Regions from separate parts of the Mus musculus genome. Here all the other regions are linked to region 2. The links are chromatin contacts, called in public HiChIP or PLAC-seq and promoter capture Hi-C maps. All regions are on one chromosome and are shown on one strand. Each heading gives the region's core, a stretch centred on a gene start, on an enhancer-like site or on the middle of the called end of the contact. The rest is flanking DNA. Distances are from core to core; before and after follow the strand shown.

The links. Promoter capture Hi-C pulls out the DNA fragments that hold promoters and counts their contacts. HiChIP or PLAC-seq counts read pairs in DNA pulled down with a chosen protein or histone mark.
Region 1: a contact with region 2 is called in a promoter capture Hi-C map of pre-B cells, with 3 times the contacts expected there. The contact joins the promoter of Dusp7 here to the promoter of Pfkfb4 in region 2. A contact is called at or near these places in 2 of 39 promoter capture datasets (cranial neural crest and pre-B cells).
Region 3: a contact with region 2 is called in an H3K4me3 HiChIP or PLAC-seq map of fetal liver, with 8 times the contacts expected there. The contact joins the promoter of Rrp9 here to the promoter of Pfkfb4 in region 2. A contact is called at or near these places in 1 of 39 promoter capture datasets (liver), 1 of 484 Hi-C or Micro-C datasets (B cells), 1 of 115 datasets of contacts at active chromatin or transcription factors (fetal liver) and 1 of 9 other capture datasets (liver).

What each region holds. Positions count from the first base shown.
Region 1 is chr9:106,367,207-106,369,949 of GRCm38.p6, forward strand. Dusp7 (dual specificity phosphatase 7) reads left to right here and starts at 1,426. Exons shown (of 3, transcript NM_153459.4): 1 at 1,426-2,117. The coding sequence starts at 1,592.
Region 2 is chr9:108,990,607-108,993,306 of GRCm38.p6, forward strand. Pfkfb4 (6-phosphofructo-2-kinase/fructose-2,6-biphosphatase 4) reads left to right here and starts at 1,296. Exons shown (of 14, transcript NM_173019.5): 1 at 1,296-1,506. The coding sequence starts at 1,410.
Region 3 is chr9:106,475,893-106,478,592 of GRCm38.p6, forward strand. It overlaps Rrp9 (RRP9, small subunit (SSU) processome component, homolog (yeast)), which reads left to right and starts at 1,417. Exons shown (of 15, transcript NM_145620.4): 1 at 1,417-1,542; 2 at 1,779-1,861. The coding sequence starts at 1,456. It overlaps Parp3 (poly (ADP-ribose) polymerase family, member 3), which reads right to left and starts at 1,057. Exons shown (of 11, transcript NM_145619.3): 1 at 601-1,057; 2 at 1-90. The coding sequence starts at 83.

The DNA.
Region 1 (2,743 bases), core at 176-2,675, 2.6 Mb before region 2:
ACACATCACCAATTGGCAGGACAGATTGGGACTTAACACTTGGCCTCTGGAAGCTGTCTACCAGCTGTGTCCAGGACAGTACTCACAAAAGGGTCAGCTCTTTATATCTACAACCCCTCCTGACAAGACCCTCCCTGGCTGCCCTACTGTGGCCTTTCTCTAAGCGAATGTAGAAGAGGGCTCCTGCGGCTGAGAAAAAAAGGGAGGGGGGAGAACATTTAATTGGGAGATGGAGATTGAAACTGTAGCCCGATCGGACACCCCTGACACCGCAATCCCGGGTTAGGGTCAAGTTGGCTCAGAGATGACTAGCCCGGGACGGAGTGAGGGACTAAGCCTCAAGTTGGGATCCCCAGCCTGTTAAGAGAATGCACTCGGGGCTTGGGAGGAACAGCTCCCTCCAAGGAAAGACCGCCTTGGTCTGGTCAAAACCTTGCGGTCGGTCCTGCCGCTTTGTTTGAGCCCTACCTGCAGAGCCACGTACCTCCTGAGCCCCACCCGCCTGAGAGCCCGAACAGCACGCTGGACGAGGCCCCGCCCACTTCCAGCTGGGTGGACCCGCCGCGGGACCCGCCTCCTTTCCCCGCAGCCTCTTTCGGCGGCGATTGACTATCTGCCGAGCGCGTGCCCGCCTACCGCGAAACTTGATTGGTGCCTGGAGAGAGAGGTAGGCGAAGGGAAGCTGATTATGGAGCGCTCCCTCCCTCCTACCCGCCCCAATAGGAAAGTCACGTGGCGCTTCACTCCGGGCCAGTCACCACCGCACTTGTAAAAGCTTTCTTAAAGAGCTCGCGTTCCCTTACCCAGGGTTGGTCCTTTCAGAATTCCTCCACTTCTGCCTGCGATTTGCGAGAGCGGTCCTTGAACACCCCCCCCCCAACCCAAGTCACCTATTCCCTCAGCAGACCCTCCAACTCAGGTCTGGAACCTATGGCCATCAAGGGTTGGGATGATGCGGTCATCTGAAACTAAGACCGCCTAACACAGAGCACGACACGTAGTAGGAATTCAGTTTCCATTTGTTGAATGAACGCTATCAGAGAATGAATGAGGATAACAGACAAGAGGAGGGAAGACTGGCTCTGGGTGACCGCCCCCTGCCCCCAATCCTGAAGAAATTCTGCTTCTGTAAATGTTAGGTGGGGTCCCAGTGCAGCCTTTCTGCAAGGCACAGATGTAGGCGCTCAGCCAGAGATCTGCGAGGCCGCCTTGGCTCGCCCCTGGGCAGGTGGTAGCCAGGTCCCGGCTAGGCGGGCCCGTAGGAGCCGGCCGAGGGCGCTCCCGCGCCGCTTGCGGGGGAGGGGCTGCGGAGGCGCGGTGCCTTTAAGCCCAGGCGCCGGCCTCACGGCCCCGCCTCCCGGAGGACGCCCGGGCGCGCGGCCGCCGGAGCCGCGGTTTAATTGGGGCTGTCAGGCCGCGGCACGCGCGGAGGGCCGGCCGGGCGGGACTGAGGCCGGAGGCTGGGAGGCCGGGGCGGCGGGCGCGCGGCTCGGCGGGAGGCGGGCGCCCGGAGACGCGGCTGGGGCCAGCGCGGCCGGGGCGCCGTCCCAGGGCTGGGTTGCCCGGCCCCGGCCCCGGCCCCGGGATCCCCATGAAAAACCAGCTCCGCGGGCCCCCAGTGCGGGCGCACATGTCGACTTCGGGGGCGGCGGCGGCGGCGGCGGCTGGGGGCACTCGGGCGGGGTCGGAGCCCGGTGCGGGATCTGGGTCCGGCGCAGGCATCGGAGCGGGAGCGACGACGGGAGCGGGGGCCATGCCCTGCAAGAGCGCCGAGTGGCTGCAGGAGGAGCTGGAGGCGCGCGGTGGCGCGTCCCTGCTGCTGCTAGATTGCCGGCCGCACGAGCTCTTCGAATCGTCGCACATTGAGACGGCCATCAACCTGGCCATCCCGGGTCTCATGCTGCGCCGCCTGCGCAAAGGCAACCTGCCCATCCGCTCCATCATTCCCAACCATGCCGACAAGGAGCGCTTCGCCACGCGCTGCAAGGCGGCCACCGTGCTGCTCTACGACGAGGCCACGGCGGAGTGGCAGCCCGAGCCCGGCGCCCCCGCCTCCGTTCTCGGCCTGCTCCTGCAGAAGCTGCGAGACGACGGCTGCCAGGCCTACTACCTCCAAGGTGAGGACAGAACCTAGACCCCAGGCGGTATTGGGGCTGCGCCTCTGCTCCCTGGCGCCCTCGCTGCAGGCTGTTTCCTTTCCACTCGCTTGGCCAGGCCGGGCGCCACGTCGCCCCTGGTCCGAATCCGCCCTTCTGGGAGCCATCCCCTAAGGTGTGGATTTAGCCAGGCACAGGGAACCCGATCTGTGTTCTCTTTCTCAGCACCGTTCAGTGGCTGAAACAAACTTTCCCTTTCCTATTTAATTTTTTTCTCTGTGGATGGGTAGACAACAGCGCACAGGCTCCAGTTGAGCTCGGAGGAAGGGAGAGATCGGTACTGGAACCCAGAAAAGAGCAGGGCCCACAGGAATTTATGTCATTAGGAAGATAGGATCGGGAAGGTACCTTTTTCAGTATCACCCACCCTCCAGTGCATGGGCCCGTTTATGATGGTTTCTCTGGGATCCCACTATGGCCCCTATCAATCAGAATCACGGCTTGGAGGCACTTCTGCAGATGTGTGGGCAGTGGCCCAGGTGTGAGTGTGTGTGTGTGTTGGGGAATGGGGAATGGGCCTCAGTTCGCTGCCCCTGAGTTTATGGAAGGGGGAGACAGGCAGCTTGCCTGCGGGCCAGGGGGTGAGG
Region 2 (2,700 bases), core at 46-2,545:
AGAAGAGTGACTTCCGAACACCACCCCTCACTGGCCTCTAAGGGGTCATGTTCACTGGGGGTCGCCCAGCTGGAGAATTCGTTCATATGGTACCACTTTAGCCCTTAAGCCTGAGCTGCCAGCCCTGGCCCTGGGCCCTTGTCCCAGTACATTTTCAAAGGCAGAGAGGGAGGTAATATAATGAATGAGAACGCCCACATGTTTTTAAACAGATTTCTGAGGCTGACACATTTAATCTGTACCACAGTCTTGTAAAATTGATGACGTCTGCATCTCATTTTCCTGATGAAGAGACAGAAGCTCGTTAAAAAAAAAATTCATTATTAAAACACTAATTGGGGCTGGGGTTAGCTTACTTAGCATACACAAAGCCTTAGGTTCTCTAGGTTCGATTCCCTGCATAAACTCTGTGGAAACACTGGAGCTTGGAAGGTGAAAGCAAGATGAGCAGAAGTTCAAGGTTATCCTCAGCTACACATTAAGTTCCAGGACAGCCTGGCAACATGAAACCAGCCCTTCTTCTCCCCCCCAAAAGAAAGAAAAACCAAACAGCAATAAAATTATAATTGGTAAAATATAAATCCTGGGAAGAAAATCAGAATACTGCTTAGTGAGACCCCAAACAGCTTGTTCATATATTTCAGAGATTTAGCCTAAATTCCCCAGCAGCCAGGCCAAAACATGGTCGATTTTGAGATGTATTCTGTGTTTATGTCCCTAAGAGAAGGGAACTTTTTCTGTGTGGTTGAACAAGTTGTTCTTGTGGACCCGGGAAGTTTCAAGGCTAAAAGCAACCGAGGAGGAACGAAGAAGGTCCAGGAGGGCGCAGCGGTGGTTGACTTCCAGGGCAGCAAGTCAGTCATTAGAGCCATTCAGGGACAAGTGCCACGCTGGTCCAGACTATCCGGCTCTGAGGATCACGCAGGCCTGCTCAGCTTCTCCGTACCCTTCTCAGTAGGCGACTGTGAGGTCACATTTCTCAAGGGAGTAAGAGGCCACACAAGCTTTGGGGCAGGGCTGCAGCACCCTGGGCGGGACCATGAGTGGGGCCTATGCATATAAGAACAATCTGGTTGAGTACAGTAAACTTCACATCCGGGGCGGGGTCTGCATAATCCGGGTGTCAAAGGTAGCTAGTATTGAGCATGCGCGTTATCAACTCTGGTTTGACGGATGGGGCGTGCTTAGTCCAAAAGAAGCTATAGTAAAATTGGGCATGCGTAGTCGTAGGCCAGTGCCTCTTTAGTTTGGGTGGAGCCTATTAGTTCTGGGGCGGGCCTGCGAGAAGATTGACAAGAGTTGGAGCCGCTAGAGGGTGGGCGGGGCCGGAGGGGCGGGACCTCGGGTGGCCCGAGGTGGCCCGGTTGCTGGGTGAGTAGCAGCGCAGTCCGATTCATCCCAGCCCAGGGATGGCGTCTCCACGGGAACTGACCCAGAATCCCCTGAAGAAGATCTGGATGCCGTACAGCAATGGCAGGCCCGCTCTGCACGCCAGCCAGCGTGGTGGTAAGACCGGGGTCCTAAAGGAGAGAGAGAAGGTGAACCCTGATGGGTGGGTAGACGGCCTAGACGAGGGTCTCGAGTGAAAAGGCAGGAGACTGGTAGAGAAGCAGGCACCGGTGAGGCTATTGTAACTGGTGGGCGGAGTCGGGGACAGGTGAGAGGCTGAGAACAGGTGAGCGGGAGTGACCGTGGTACCGTGACAGTGGCCCGCAGAAGTGTGGTGAAGCAGGAGTGGGGACAGATGTGAGGGGACATCTCAGTCTGTTGGAGACTGGGTCTGACCCAGTGGATAGGCACCGACCCGAGCTGTTTCCAGTGCCTGTGTATAGAAGAGGACTTCGTTTGTGGCCGTGGCTCTTTACTCTCTCCTGGCCACAGAGTGGGCTAGCGGGAAGTCTGGCTGGAAACTGAGTTGTGTAGCTCCAGACAAGGCAGTTGGCTTCTTTGAGCTGAGAACTTTTGAAAGCCTAGCCATGGGCTAGTTAGTAGTCCTCAGGTACCCCTTGGTTTTAATGCCAAAGTTTTAGAGGAACTTTGGGGGAGTACAGTTGTCAAGATTTGGACAGTGGGAACGGCACACCATATGGACCTATATCTGTGCCCCTGGATGTGGAAGCACCCACTTGAGTTCACTGTTAAATAACTGCACAGGAGAGTCAAACATCAAAGAACTATGCTGGAATTTGTGAATTGCGAAGTGACTTACCTCTTCTGGGATCCTGAGTGTTCTCATCTACTTCCTTGGCTTTTCTGTTTGTTCTTGAACGAGTCTGTAATTTTTTATTGACAGGGAAAAGAAAAAAATTGTTTTATAAGTAACTCAAATATTGTAATGAATTTGCAGCTTGGCAAAGACCTCAGAGAACATCTCGTACAACTGGTGGCGCAGATATGGAAATGGAGATCAGGCTGTTGTGTGATGTGCCAGGGTCTCCGTGCATTCCTAAAGGCTGCTGTGTGTGATAAGGGAGGGGAGGGTCCTCTACGCTTCTGTGGCCAAGGCCAGCCTGAGGCCACGACTTTGACCATTACCATAATGAGAGGGGTTGGGAGTGGGGAAGGCGTGTGTTATATGATCATGACTTGGGTCCTCCTAGAATGGCAGTAGTTCAGAAGCAGACTGTGTTCCTGTGGGTGGTGGCTCTGACCACAGTATGGGTACTGGTGGAGCCATAGCTGTGCAGACAGACACATTCT
Region 3 (2,700 bases), core at 167-2,666, 2.5 Mb before region 2:
CGGAAGCTGTCCTCCTCCTCTGTCCCTTGTCGCCGCTTCTTGGAGCCCTCAGTCTGCACAGAGGCCTTTCGTTTTGGAGCCATGGTTCTCCTGGGGCAAGAGGTAGGGAGCGTTCAGATTTGCCCTTTAGGAGGCTGGCCTCCTACTCCTTGGTTTACATATCCCCATCTCCAAACCTGCACTTTGTACCTCAGAGATGCAGAAGCTTAGAGCCCGTCAGTTCTGCCCACCCTGGAGTTAGGAAGCAGTTGGCTCGAGGTGTTCCCCGAGGCAGCAGAAAAAGTGAAAGCCGGCTCACCCCACCCACGCTGGGGCCCTTCCCCTTCTAGAACATTTCCTCCTCCTGTCAGTCATCTGGCTAGGTTGCTGGGCTGAATCATCTGAGCTACAGGGGAAGGACCCTATAAGTTGCCCTTCTGCAGCTGGATCTACCTCTCTAGAGCTTAGGACCAAGTGGTGTAGCCTTTTGCTAACAGTCCTGAGTTCTGGGGTGCCAGCCAAAGTTTCAGGCTTTCAAGTGCCAGAGAGAGCAAGAGCCACTTTAACCTCACCCTTCCCTGCCCTGCAGAGGACTCTAGGGCAGGGCCAAAGGACACTCACCCAAATGAAACAGGACCCTGGAAGAGGTGGCTGTTATCCAGCCCGGTATCAGGAATGCTGAATGTGCCTCCTAAGAAACAAGTTCCAAGTCTGGGATCCCATCTAGCGACCCTTCGTGAGCCTTCAGCTAGTTTTTGGTAGGGATTTCCCAGCAATCACGTGAGGAGGGGAAAGAGCTTGGGGGTGGTGTAGAATTCCAGCTTTTGGCCGCTAGTGGGGTGAGTCAGAGGCTGGGTAGGCTGAGGTTGGTGGCCAGTCCCAGAGATGAAATGACAGTAATGTAGACGTATCCAAAGCCGCTCGGACTGACTGGCCCCTCATGCAGCTTTGACTAGGCACATACAGCATATATCCATTATTTGCCCGGTGATTTTGGCTCTGGGTTCGGATGCTGTCTCCTCTCCAGAGCTGCCTGAATTCCATTCCTTAAGTTTTAGAGTCTGGTTGTATTAGCTTCAATCGCTGTTCCAGCGGAAAAATCACAGAACCCCGCACCTCTGGCTCCACCTTGTGGCCATAAGACGCAAGCACCGCATGCCCTCCTGGCCCCACCCCTCCCTGCTAGTCAGGCGTTAGCAGAGCGCAAGCGCCACAGGCCCAGGCCGGAAATCGCAAGAGAGACTTGCTTCCTACTCCAGGCTGGCGCCGGAGCCTATAGGAGCTCTTGAAGGCGTGTCCAGCTGCGTCGGTCCAATAGACGTTTGGGGGCGTGGCAGGATCTTCTCAAGGGCCCAATGGAGCTGCGGAAGGTGGGGCCCGCTGCGCCGTGGGAACCTATCAGGGCTCCGGGTCTTGCCATGCGGCTGGGGTTTAGCAGCCATGTGAGTTCTTCGGGGTAGCGGCACCTTGAACAGTATGTCGACCGCCGTGGCAACTCGTAAGCGGGCAAAGCCAGCTCCCGGGCCCGGGGCGGCTCCGGTGGCCGGCAAGCGGCGGCGAAAGGTGAGCATGGTGTACTCTTGGGCGCGACCGATCTAGCTCCTGGGAGAGCCATCGTTCCATCCCAGGGCCCCCATCGGGGCAAGTATCTTTGCCAAGGGCTCCGTCAGAAGGAAGCCTACATCTCTTTTCTTCTATCCACCAAATCCTGGGAAACCTTCTACTTGGCCAGGGCCAGGTGCTACTTGCCTCTCTCAGTCCTGGGCCTCGTGACCAAGAGAGGATCGTTTGATTTCCAGGTAGACTCTGCTGCGGACAGGGGCAAGTCCAAGGGTGGCGGCAAAATGAATGAAGAGATTTCCAGCGATTCTGAGAGCGAGAGGTGAGTTTTTACCGGGAGGAAGGATAAACGGAGGCTCGTGGTGACTAGAAGACTCAGTGCGACTGGCAACAGAGCTGGGTGTTTGGCTCGAGATCCTGGGTCTACCCTCCAGTTTCCGGCAGTGAGATATCGTCGTTTATCTCTGATGTGTCTATGGGGAAGACGCTGGGCTCCTGTGGGAGGGAGAGCTTGGGACCTTTTTTCGCTTTATGACATGGAGGCAGGCACAGGTCTGGATTGATTGAGAGGCAAGGAGAGAACGGTACAGAACACATCCTCCTGTTCTTAATTCCATCTTCACACAGTACCACAACGACTGGTGTCCTTGGGCACCTTTTTGAGATGAGGTCTCTGTTGTTTTGCCCAAGGTGGCCTTGATCTCCTGGGTTCGAATGATCCTAGGCTTCAGCTTTGTACTGTCACATATGTAGCCTTCCTAACATTAGGGTCTTGTTTCACTGTTGCGAACACGGGTGAGCAGGCAAGTGGAGAGAGGCCGTGTCAGTGTCTGCAGGTGTGTATCTTGGAGACATGTGTTGTGAGAACAGAAGAAGCCTTTTAAAAAGTTGAGCCTGGAGAGACGAGGAGTGTCCTGGAGCGGTAGGGAAGAGGTTCAGGGACCAGAGACAAATCTGGGGTATTAGTGTGCCAGGGTGGAAGGAAGAAAGGATAAACCGGCAGGTGATAGGTACAGGCCAGGGTAGCCGTGAACTTAAGAGATCTGCCTGCTTCTGCCTCCCGAGTGCCAGGATTACAGACCTGGCTATCAGTTCTGCTTCTAAAAGTGAATATGTGGTGCCTTAATTTGCTCAGCTTTTTTTTTTTTTTTTTGGCAAGGT